Regions from separate parts of the Mus musculus genome. Here region 1 is linked to region 2. A link is a contact called in public HiChIP or PLAC-seq data. All regions are on one chromosome and are shown on one strand. Each heading gives the region's core, a stretch centred on a gene start, on an enhancer-like site or on the middle of the called end of the contact. The rest is flanking DNA. Distances are from core to core; before and after follow the strand shown.

Evidence for each region. HiChIP or PLAC-seq counts read pairs in DNA pulled down with a chosen protein or histone mark.
Region 1: an H3K27ac HiChIP or PLAC-seq map of heart atrium shows a contact between it and region 2, with 4 times the contacts expected there. The contact joins two enhancer-like sites. A contact is called at or near these places in 1 of 15 datasets of contacts at CTCF or cohesin (the NIH/3T3 cell line), 1 of 484 Hi-C or Micro-C datasets (bone marrow-derived macrophages), 2 of 115 datasets of contacts at active chromatin or transcription factors (embryonic stem cells and heart atrium) and 1 of 9 other capture datasets (embryonic stem cells).

What each region holds. Positions count from the first base shown.
Region 1 is chr1:152,165,793-152,171,045 of GRCm38.p6, forward strand. No RefSeq gene overlaps it. Among named protein-coding and RNA genes, the nearest start is that of 1700025G04Rik, 78 kb to the left of the region's middle. Within about 2 kb of position 2,684, at least 21 of the 459 cell types and tissues checked have an H3K27ac peak or open chromatin away from gene starts, as enhancers often do. A contact at or near this core is called in heart atrium, where this site is marked.
Region 2 is chr1:151,888,255-151,893,654 of GRCm38.p6, forward strand. It overlaps 1700025G04Rik (RIKEN cDNA 1700025G04 gene), which reads right to left. Exons shown (of 6, transcript NM_197990.3): 6 at 1-5,178. The coding sequence ends at 5,140. Among named protein-coding and RNA genes, the nearest start is that of Edem3, 140 kb to the left of the region's middle. Within about 2 kb of position 2,212, at least 77 of the 459 cell types and tissues checked have an H3K27ac peak or open chromatin away from gene starts, as enhancers often do. A contact at or near this core is called in heart atrium, where this site is marked.

The DNA of each region.
Region 1 (5,253 bases), core at 1,434-3,933, 280 kb after region 2:
TGGATTTGCTGATTTGCACAGTCCTTGTGCATATTTTTATGTGGGCAAGCAAAACAGATGGCTCCATCCACATAGCTGAAAACCCAGCTGGTTCTTGCCGCACTAGGATGACCCGTGTTCGGGGATCCGAGTCTTCCCTGCCAGAGCCTTGGGCAAGTTGGGAAATATGTTTGTCTTTGAATTAATAGAGCACAGGCAACTAAGGTCCAAGATGCTACAGTTCCCTCCAGGCCCTGTGGGCTGTGGGAGTGCAGGAGAGGCAGTGTTAAGTACTTTACACAAGGCAATATTCCTTCTTGGAGTCCTTTACTTTCTTTCTTTCTTTTGTTAATTAGGCATGTTAAAAACTCACTAAAAGATGGAGTTGTCTCCTGCTTGTTTGTATGTGTGTGTGTGTGTGTGTGTGTGTGTGTGATGAGTGATGGATACATGTGACGAGGTGTGAACATGTTTTGAGTGTGTGCGCACATGTATGTAGAGGTCAGACGTTGACATTGGGTGTCTTTCTCAATCACTCTCTCCCCCCTTATGTTTTGAGACAGGGTCTCTCACTGAGCCTGGAGCCTGCAGACTCAAATCCACTGGCTGCCCAGCAAGCCCCAGGGGATGCTCCCATTTCTGCCTCCCTGGGATAGGATCACAGGAGTGTGCTGCTGAGACCAGCTTCTTCTTCTACTTTAAAAATGTGTGTCTTCTCCTTTTCTTGGTTAGGCCAAAACAGACCTAGCAAGAGAATTTTCCAAGGCATAAATAATATATATATATAAATTATATGTATGTATGTATACATATATGATATATGTGATATGTGATATATGATATATGTATATGTATATGTATCCTCCCCCCACTTCCCTATCACCTCACTTCATAGAAGGAAATTTAGAGCATATGTATTAACCACAGAAATTATCCTAGGTACTGAAAATTCCAAAATGAATGGTACACTATCTTCATGATCAGAAACCTTAGTGCCTAGGGGAAGAGAGATGATGAAAAACAGAATCTATGGAGAAGGAGAAGAGGAAAAGGATGATGTAATAGGGAATTGAATGGATGGGGACATAAGAGGAAGAACTTACTTTCCTTGGGAATAGCAAGACCCAGGTTTTGAGTGGCATTCCTTGCAAGAAAGTAAAGCTTTATCTGGGGCATAAGGTCCATCGACATCTGTAGAATGTGGAGGTGCAGGGGACCATTCACTGCTCTCCAATGCCAGTCCCCTCAGAACCTTCCTCCTAACCTTTGTCTAGTCGAGTGTGGGCCTGCAGAAATTGGCCCCATCCCCTGCTTAAGACAGATGCTAATTAGACAAGGTTAACAACTATAACAATTACATTCCTATTGTCTTAGTTTGGGTTCTTATTGCTATGATGAAACACTGTGACCAAAAGCAGGTTGGGAGGAAGGGGGTTATCTGACTTATCCTTCCACACCCATAGTCCATCACTGAAGGAACTCAGGGCAGGAACCTGGGAGACTGGAGCAGATCATCAGAGGCCAGCCGTGAAGGATGCTGCTCACTGGCTTGCTCCCCATGGTTTGCTCAGCCTGCTTTCTTATTGAACCTAGGAGCATCAGACTAAGGACGACCTTACCCAAAATAGGCTGGGCTCTCCCCAACCAATTAAGTAATTAAGAAAATACTCCACAAGCTTGCCTACAGCTCAGCCTTATGAAGGTGTTTTCTCAATTGGGGTTCCCTCCTTTCAGACTATTCTAGCCCACGTCAACTTGACATAAAATTAGCCAGCACGCCTATGAATATTGGATTTAGACACAGCTACATGTGTCAAACTGAGGCCATCGATATGTGATGCCTACTGTGGAACATTTAGGGAAGTTTCTTTCCCAGTATGGCAGCAACACATGAAGACGGGATCCCCCTGTAGTCTCTCAAATATGGCCCTTTACATTACAGAAGGCTCACAGGAGAGGAAAATAGGAAATACCCACTGAAGGGCTTTGGGCTCCTCAGGGCTTCTGCTTCACTAGAGCAAGGAAGGGAGTTTTTCCTGTGGTCATGATTGGCACCATGGTACATCCAGACTCAAGGTGCCCTTGGCTTAGGGTGTAGACATCCACATAGGCAGATGAGGCTATCAGCTCTCAGAAGGGGGTGGCTCTTTGGCAGACAACACTTGGTTGGAGTGACATGTCTGTGGGTGCTCTGGAGCCTCACCCAGCCTTCCCAACCACGGCCATGTGCTTAAGCCATGTCCTCATCCACTGCTGAGACCAGCGAAAGGCACGCTGCACTTACCATAATATCTCTGAGCGCTCAGAAAACAAGAAACTGCGGTACTGTTGCAGACAGTGGGGAATCCTTCTGGGTACCCTGAATAGCACAAGAATCTGGAAGAATAAACCCCCGAGGGTCTGTTTCCTTATCCCTGCTGAACTGGGAAGCTGTTTTGCATTTTTTCTGTTTTTATATCATTTCTAACACTTCTTCATTCAAGTTTTTCCTTGTGCTGCTGTACTTGTTTGGGTTCATATGTCCAGTACGGCTCTGGCTGGCTACAGAGTCTGCACTTGGCCTGGCTACTCCAAATTTAGCTTGCTGACCCCACAGATACAGTCCTCTCAGCTGTGTGTCTGTGAGCTTCTCTGCTTTCAGCTGGGCAGGGAAGTGGGGCTGGGCAAACCTCCAGGCCTTTGGATTGACCTTCTGCTCAGATAAGCTTTTGAGGATGTCTCTACTTGGGGAACAGTGACAGCTCAAGTTCGTCACTGGGTTTAAACTTGTGCCTTTGTGACAGACCAACAGATTTAGAGCTGACGTTATAATTGGAGTGAAAATGCCCTCATGTGACTTGAACTAAACAGACTTCCTCTGATTAGAGCCACAAGGCCAATTAATCGCAGGATTTCAGGCAGAAGTTCTAGAGAGGCACCAAGCCATCTAATCCGTGTGAGATAAGTCAATCAAAGATGGTCTTTGGCCTATGTACTTATGTAAATTAAGTTCAATTTCATTTTGGCAGTTTCTGTAGTGTATAGCCGGAAAGTGTAGTAAAATGAGACATATTGTTTATCATTTACTTATTTGTCTATTTATTTGTTTATTTATTTATTTATGCTGGGGACATAATGTAAACCGGAAGCACATGAAGCAAACTTCTACGCAGACCTAAAGTCCCAGTGGCTTTAGATTCATTTGGCCCTAAAGTCAAAATCTCTGCTCCCTTCCTTGTTAGGTGAGGCTGTTATATATTTTCTCTGATCCTCAGACTCCCGACTGAATAATGCCTATCTCATAGGACTATTGTGAAAGATCGGATTAGACATAGGTCAGATGTCCTGAACATAATATATGCATAGGAAGTAGTATTATTTCTAAGTCCCCAAGGGGAGGGAGCTTCCGAGCATGCTCTGCAGGTTCATTTTACAAGGTTGGAAAGGAAACCGTGTCAAAAAAAAATTATGAAAGTTAGTGTTAGCCAAAAGTTTTAGGGGGCTCGGAGAGATGCCTCAGTTGGTAAAGTGATTTGATACTCAGAATCCAAGTAAAATAGCTTGTGGACATTCACCTGTCACCTAACATTGGGAAGGAAGACACAGGAGGATTCTTACAGCTTGCTGGCTGTCCGCTGTCCTACAGCTTGTCAGTGTTGCCAAACCAACACGCTCCATTCAGTGAGAGACATTGTCTTAAATGCACAGTGTAAAGAGTAATTGAGGAGGCCAACCGACTTAGACCTATGGCCCTCGCATGCACATTCACACATATGAGCATGCGTTTGCATACTGTCAGCACGCAGGCACTCAAGCACACACACACACACACGCACGCACGCACGCACGCACGCACGCACGCACGCACGCACGCACATGTGAACACACAGAGAGAGACAGAGGGAGGGAGGGAGAGTCTTGTATACATCAGACTCCTCCTCTAGAAGCATCCATATGTAATGACTCATTGCATTCTCACAATGCTCTTTATCTCTGTCCCTCAGATGAAGACCCTCAGGCACAGAGGAGATTAGCTCGCCTTTCTGAAATGGGGATTCAGCACATGCCTGAGCTACTTGAGTCCTTTTCAGGGGCTGGTTAGCTTGAGGAAAAAAAAAAACATTCATTCAGCCATTCTCATTATTCTTGGATCTTTTTCTAGACTGGTCACATCGTTACCCAAGCTTAAGAATGTCCCCTTGTTCCCTAAAAGTGATGTATGGGGAGGGGCGACGACGATCCATTCCGATTTTCTCAAGCTAAATCCCGGCCTCTCCCAGATCAATAGAGAAACATGTGCGTAGTTCTGGAGAAAGCAATTTCTGATTTATCTTTGTGATCATTTCAGGTTCATATACATGTGTATTATATCAGCAAAATGAAACAGAAAAAACCCAGTAAACAAGCAATAACAAAACGACCAAACAATGCTCCCCCAAACCAGGTAAGTATGAACTCATCAGAAAGAAGAAAAGTCCTCTGATCCCATGTGGCCTGAGCCTGTGGGAACGGCATGGAAGCAGACTGTGGTGGCCAATTTGTTCAGGTTCAGCTTCACTTAAACATATGAATTTAATTACCTCTGAGGGCTCTGTTCACCAAATGATCTTTGAGCATCTCTTATGCTGTGAGACACTGAAGGACTCAGGACTAGAGAAAGACTCTGTGCCTTAGGTCAGGTTTGGAGGGACTTCCTTCCCAGCAGGAATCTGAAATTTAATGTTGGGTCACTCTCCTCCAAGGACCGCCCATCAGCCACTGCTCTTAAAGTCTCGCTCTTGGCTACCTTTCACCCACAGCTTCACTTCCTCTTCTTGCCGTATTCCTGACTATCGGTCTTGTCTTCATTCAGTACTTACCTGGTCCTCAACATTTAATCCATGGGACTGGGTTTTTATTTTCTTAAAAAAAAAAAAAAACAGTTGTATTATTTAGCACAAGCAGGCCTTGTCCTCTTCATCTTCTTGGCTTCCATTTCTGAGTTCTGAGGTTTCAATGATTCGGCTAATGGACCAGGAAGCCCAACAGTACCACACCCACGTTTCTATCCTCTGAGTGCTGGGACTACAGATGTAAGTCACCACAACAGGCCAGCATTCGAGCTTCAGGTCGTACAGTTACATGACATTTTATCAACATGCACGTGCTCCATTTCACTCTGTGCCCTGGTTCTCTGCGTAGTCCCTCCACTCCACTTTGTCCTCATCGCTAACAACCCATGGTATCAGAAGCTGGAGTACTGTGTCAGGCTCTGATCACACAAGTCCTACTGTTATATGATCCAGACTAAATTTG
Region 2 (5,400 bases), core at 962-3,461:
CCAGCTGCTGGAGCGATGAGTCATCTCTTGCCCCAGGAGTCTTATGAAGCCAGGAGATGAACTCTGTGGAGTTCCTGAGCTGCTGGCCCATCCTTGGACTACAGTGACCCTCTCTAGGTTACCACATGACTTCTGAAAACGTTTAAGATCTTGAGAGTCATATCTAGGTCTGGTACTTAAAACTAGCCTGGAAAATTCAGACTCTCGATCAAAAAGAAACACTCAACTGTAGCCTACCAGAAAGGATCTCCATCCAGGTCACTGGTCCAGGCATTATCTCCTCAGCCTTTCAGATCTCTCTGCGTTTAGCCTACCGAAGAAAAGCCTCTGAAGAAACAAGCTTAGGGGACTGAGGGGAGCCGGGGGATCCACAGCACCCAAAAGGTGGAATAAGTTGCCTCTTTTCTCAAAAGCTGAAAGGATGTGACAACCCTCTCCCACAAGCCTTCTCCCTCTGAGCCCCAAAGTCTTCTGTCACCAGTGGCTTCTTCAGGTTCTTGTGCAGTTTATAGGATTAGGGAGGGCCAGCTAAGAGTCCCCATGAAGATAGTAAGCTGGTAACGGAGCCAAAGAGAGACTGTAGAAGGTGGATGCCCCTTCAAGGCTTGTTTTTTTTTTTTCACAGTGTTGCAAGGTGTGTAGTAATAATACTAATAGAAATATACTCTAATGATGTTTCCTCTTTCAACACATGTGTTTTCGTTGGACAGATGGATTCAACTGTAAGACACACTTCTTAGAACTCGGGGGTGAAGGGACTGTTTTGAGGGACACACGGAATAAGGACAGCATGTCATCGGCAACACTAGCCACAGACTGAACATAAATAACAACGATTAGAGCTGCTTTTCCTCTTCCCACTCAAGATAAACTCAGATCTCAGCTACGATGGAAACCTCAGCATCACTAACGGCCCCAGGCTTTGTCATAGGGGCAGGTATTCTCCCACAGACTTGTGAGGGTTGTTTCATCCCCCCCCCCCCCGAGATATAATAGAAAAGGTGACTGTGGACAGATATCAAGGTGCCTTCCCCATAGATATTAGAATCATCCACTTATCTGCAAAAAGGAGATCCACGGACCTCATTCAAGGCATTCCACCAGTTTATCCCAGAGCATCTGTAGAGGGCTCACATAGCTTTGCAGGGGCACCTTGGGGTCTGCCAATCCACCCATGATGTCTTGAAGGCCCTGCTTCCAGCTACTATTTCATTATGCCTTTTAAATACATCATCCCTACCCACCGACCATGCCTTATTTTTCTATTGGAGTTATAAACAACTTAACAAAAGGACTGATTTCTAAAAAGGTAGAAAGAAATATAGCCCAGAGATAGCTTTCTGGTGGAAAGAGCCAGAAAGGCAGTGTTCATGTAAAATTAGAGTACAACATGATGCTGCCCCATCCCTTGTTTTTGAGAGAAGCTTAAGGGAGCGAATTCTGATACCAATCACTTTGTCTTTCAAATGTCTTTTGTCTTTTCCTCCATTAAGAAGGTGATCTTTTCTCTTACTATAAAACAAACATATTTAATGAAGTTTCTTTTCTCAGGACTAGTAGAGATGGGGCAACTTTTAAATTCTCACCCAGCATCTAAACAGGACTTCTCACTATGCCAAACTGCACTGTAGGTGACTGAGGGACAGCTCAGGGGAGGTGTAATCTGTTTCAGCAGGGTTATAGGACTTCTGCTGGAAGAGGAGGAAACATGGATGTGAGGTTGGGTGGAGGACGAAGTTATAACTTAAGGTCGGAGGCCATCAACTGGGTCAAGTGTGAAGCTTACCACACCCGGCTGGGCAGTTGTCTCTCTGGTACACCCAGGACACAGAGCGGCTCTATAGTGGAGGAACAGGCAGGCGCCTGGGAGCTGAGAACCAAGGCTATTCCTGGGCCATGTATTTCTTACTTGAGTCATCAAAGGCCAGCTTCAGATGCTAGGCACAGCAGACAGGGAGAGACCAGCCACTGTGTGGCTGTTTCTGGGGGCTGACCTAGTTTTCTCATCACTGGACTTTGAAACTTCTTTGTTCCTAAATAGACCATAATGTCACTCTATGCTTCTGCTTAAGCCTGGGGCTAGGAGGCCTGGTCGAGGTAAAAGCCTCTTTTGAGCTTGTCTGCCAGTAAGAAACACGTACTCAATTATGAGAGCAGCACTCTGTGGTCCTGAATCGCTGCCAAGCAAAAGAAAGCCGCGCACATACTGCTGAACCTTTACAACTCTACAACGTGGGGAAGGCGAGCCGTGCGTAACCCAGCTACACATCTCTCCAGCAGGCCCACTCCGCCCACTGGCCGCTAGACCAACTGCCATAGCACACAGCCACACTAAAAGCTCTCCAAATAACCTCTGTCCATTCTTCAACATTTGTTTCCTGGTTTTACCAGGCCATTTCCCTGCCTTCCTCCCTCCTCCCAACTCTCGAGTCCTACAGACAGGACAACTAGCAAGATGTTCCACTATCTCTACTGGACGATTCTTTTCATTATACCTGAGACAGTCTGCTTAATGTTCTGACATGGGGGAGGGGCATATATTTTTAATTTAGATCCTTCCAGAAGGTATAGAAAAATAAAGTACAAACACAAATCACTTGACAATTTTATGATTCAAACCAACAAATGGAAAACAGACAGTTTTGAGTGTTGCTAACACAGTCAGGCATTTCATGCCAACCCAGTCATCCATCCCATTTCTTGGACCTATTTCTAGAGGCGACCAAACGTGCGTCTGAAGATAGAATCACTTCGTTTTACAGCAAAGTATCCGAGAGGAACATGGGCGAGAGAATGGTGGAAAACCGCTGTTTCCTAAACAGCACTTAGGGGCTCATTAACACTCAAAAGTGAGGTTCCCGAGAGACATGAGTGACATCCAAGGTGCTACCTGTGACCGAGGGAAAGGACATGGGTGTCTCATCTTCGGGTACAGGGAGCTGGTCTTCTGGAAAGACACTGTCTTAGACACCAAGTAGAGGAGTCAAACGGAAGACGTTAACATTCACTTCATTCTTGCTTGATAAGAACATGAGATTCCGGAATAGGCCATCCAGAGAACAGTGAACAAAGTCTCCAGTGAACAGGGCTGAGGTGGGGTTTAGCAGTTCATTTACAGTTGAGGAAAACTATTTTTGTCCTTTGGCCGAAAAAACACACGAAGGGAGGGAACTTAAAACCCCAGACTGCTCGACTCTCCCCGTATTTTCTGCTTGAAGCTGGATAAAAAGCCTAAGCTTTGGGCTGAAACTCTGTTTATATAACGACCACAGCTGCTCCCCAAAATAGCTGCTGCTGGATGCAAGAATTATGGCATTTTGTTGCTAAACACCCGAGTCCATTTTCTATAGAACTCCACTGCATTTTCCCCCTCGCTTTTGCTGCCTTGGGTCTGACAGGAGATGAAGAATCTGCGGACAGCTTTGAAAGCCAAGGCTCATTTCGGCAAGAACGAATTTAGCTTCCTGTTTTAGTCTGTGTGGCAGACAATTTCCAGACAATTGGGAGCATCTTAACTGTCTCTCTTGTAACTATTCCATCTTCCAAGGTGGCAGGCAGTGTGGCTGATCGTGAGACCCTTGAAATTCACAACCCTCTGAGAAAAACACAGCATTCGTGTGTGTGTGTGTGTGTGTGTGTGTGTGTGTGTGTGTGTGTGTGTAGGACAAGCTCAATCCAGGACTGCTGGCGTGGCATTTAATAGGGTGCCCTCCCCTGAAAGTAACAAAGAGAACCCTCATCAAAGCTATCAAACACGATTAAAAAAATACAAAAGTTATTTTTTCTCCTTTTGATTGCTATTTACTTGTGACAATATTTGTTAAAAATATTACTTCTGTCTTTGAGAAGAGATCATTCTCTTCATATAGTATGGAAAAATAAACTCTACTGAACACACAGTCAACACTCCCCACCACCAGGGGCTTTTGGCTTTCACTTCTCCAAGTAACATCACCAGCGTGGATGTCCTATGTTTTCTAGTAGGCAGACATTTTTTTTTTTTTTTTTAACCCACACTACCAGAGCTGGAAACAGAAACGAATGAAGGGGCAAGGCTCACATAACACATCGAAGGGGGAACTCAGAAAACAGCGTGTTCTGATAAGTTAACAGAGTGAAAGGTTGACAGTGGTTTCCAGCCCTCCTAAGAAGTCACGGGGTTGTCGCCTCATCTCCTCTGACCACTCACAGCCCTTCCAAACCATGTTCGATGTCTCCAGAAGGGTGGGGAGCCATTTAGGCCAATCATCAGTGTCCCTGTGAAGGAGGACTTAGCTTCCACACCTAGGGTCATCTTTAACTGAACTGGATGAATGGGAGAAGACAAGGATACAGAAAAACAGCAAAATGTTTATTTTCTTAGAAAAAAAAGTGAGGAGGGAGGGGTTGAAAATGATTGTGGTCACGTGGTCACACTTCCATTTGCATCTGAGCAAAAGCCAATGCTACAAGCTTAATCCTGCACTAAGAGTCCTAGTAAGCGGAACAACCTACTGCTCACTTGTTCCTTTGTCACTTCCGGGAGTCAGGTTAGGTTACAACAGGCTTTCAATCAATTGTGGCTCTTTCAAGCAGAGAAACTAGGCTCACCGTGGCCACCATCCCATGTCCAAAGCCCCACGTTACCAGTGAGAAGCAAGGCTCAGGCCATCTCTGGACCACTCGAAAGAGATGGATAAGGAGAATAGAAGGGAGGGGATGCTTGACATCAAAGCAGAACCAGGCTAGAACTGACATCTGTATCAGAGTTCACCTCTACCCAATCGCCGAGGATACAGGCTAGAGAGCATCCTGAAACCAATAACATCTTTAAAGTGAACTGCAGAATTTTGCTGCATACTTGGACACGAGAGAAGTGAAAAGTTGCAACAAGTTTTAACTAGCAGCAACAAAGAAAGTTCCAGAACAGTTTTTTTTTTTGTTGTTGTTGTTTTTGTTCTTGTGTGTGTGTGTTTGTGTTTAGCAATATTCCTCTGCAGGTTCATTAAGAAACACTGTAATTTAATGGGGCATAGGACATGGAACAGTCTTCGTTCGCTATAGTGCTGTTCAGTGAAGAGAACCGACCTTTGCAAAGGTTTCAACTGGGGTGCAACCTATTTACACAGTAGTAGCTCCTGGTCCGACTGAGAACCGATGCTATGTGATATCCTCTTCTTCAGAACAGTAATCCCGACCCTGGGAAGAAACAAAAGCAAAGGTCACATGGGTAAACAACGTAAACCAGGGTCAAGAATAGCCGAGGCTGGTCCATTTGCTTCCAACTTACGTCTGCTCTGTAATAGACTCGAGTTTTCATCAGTGACCACTGGGTTTAGACTGATGCTGCACACGCAGGAACACACGCATGCATGCACGCACGGTACATGCGCACATGCAGGCTGATTTTCAAGCTCTATT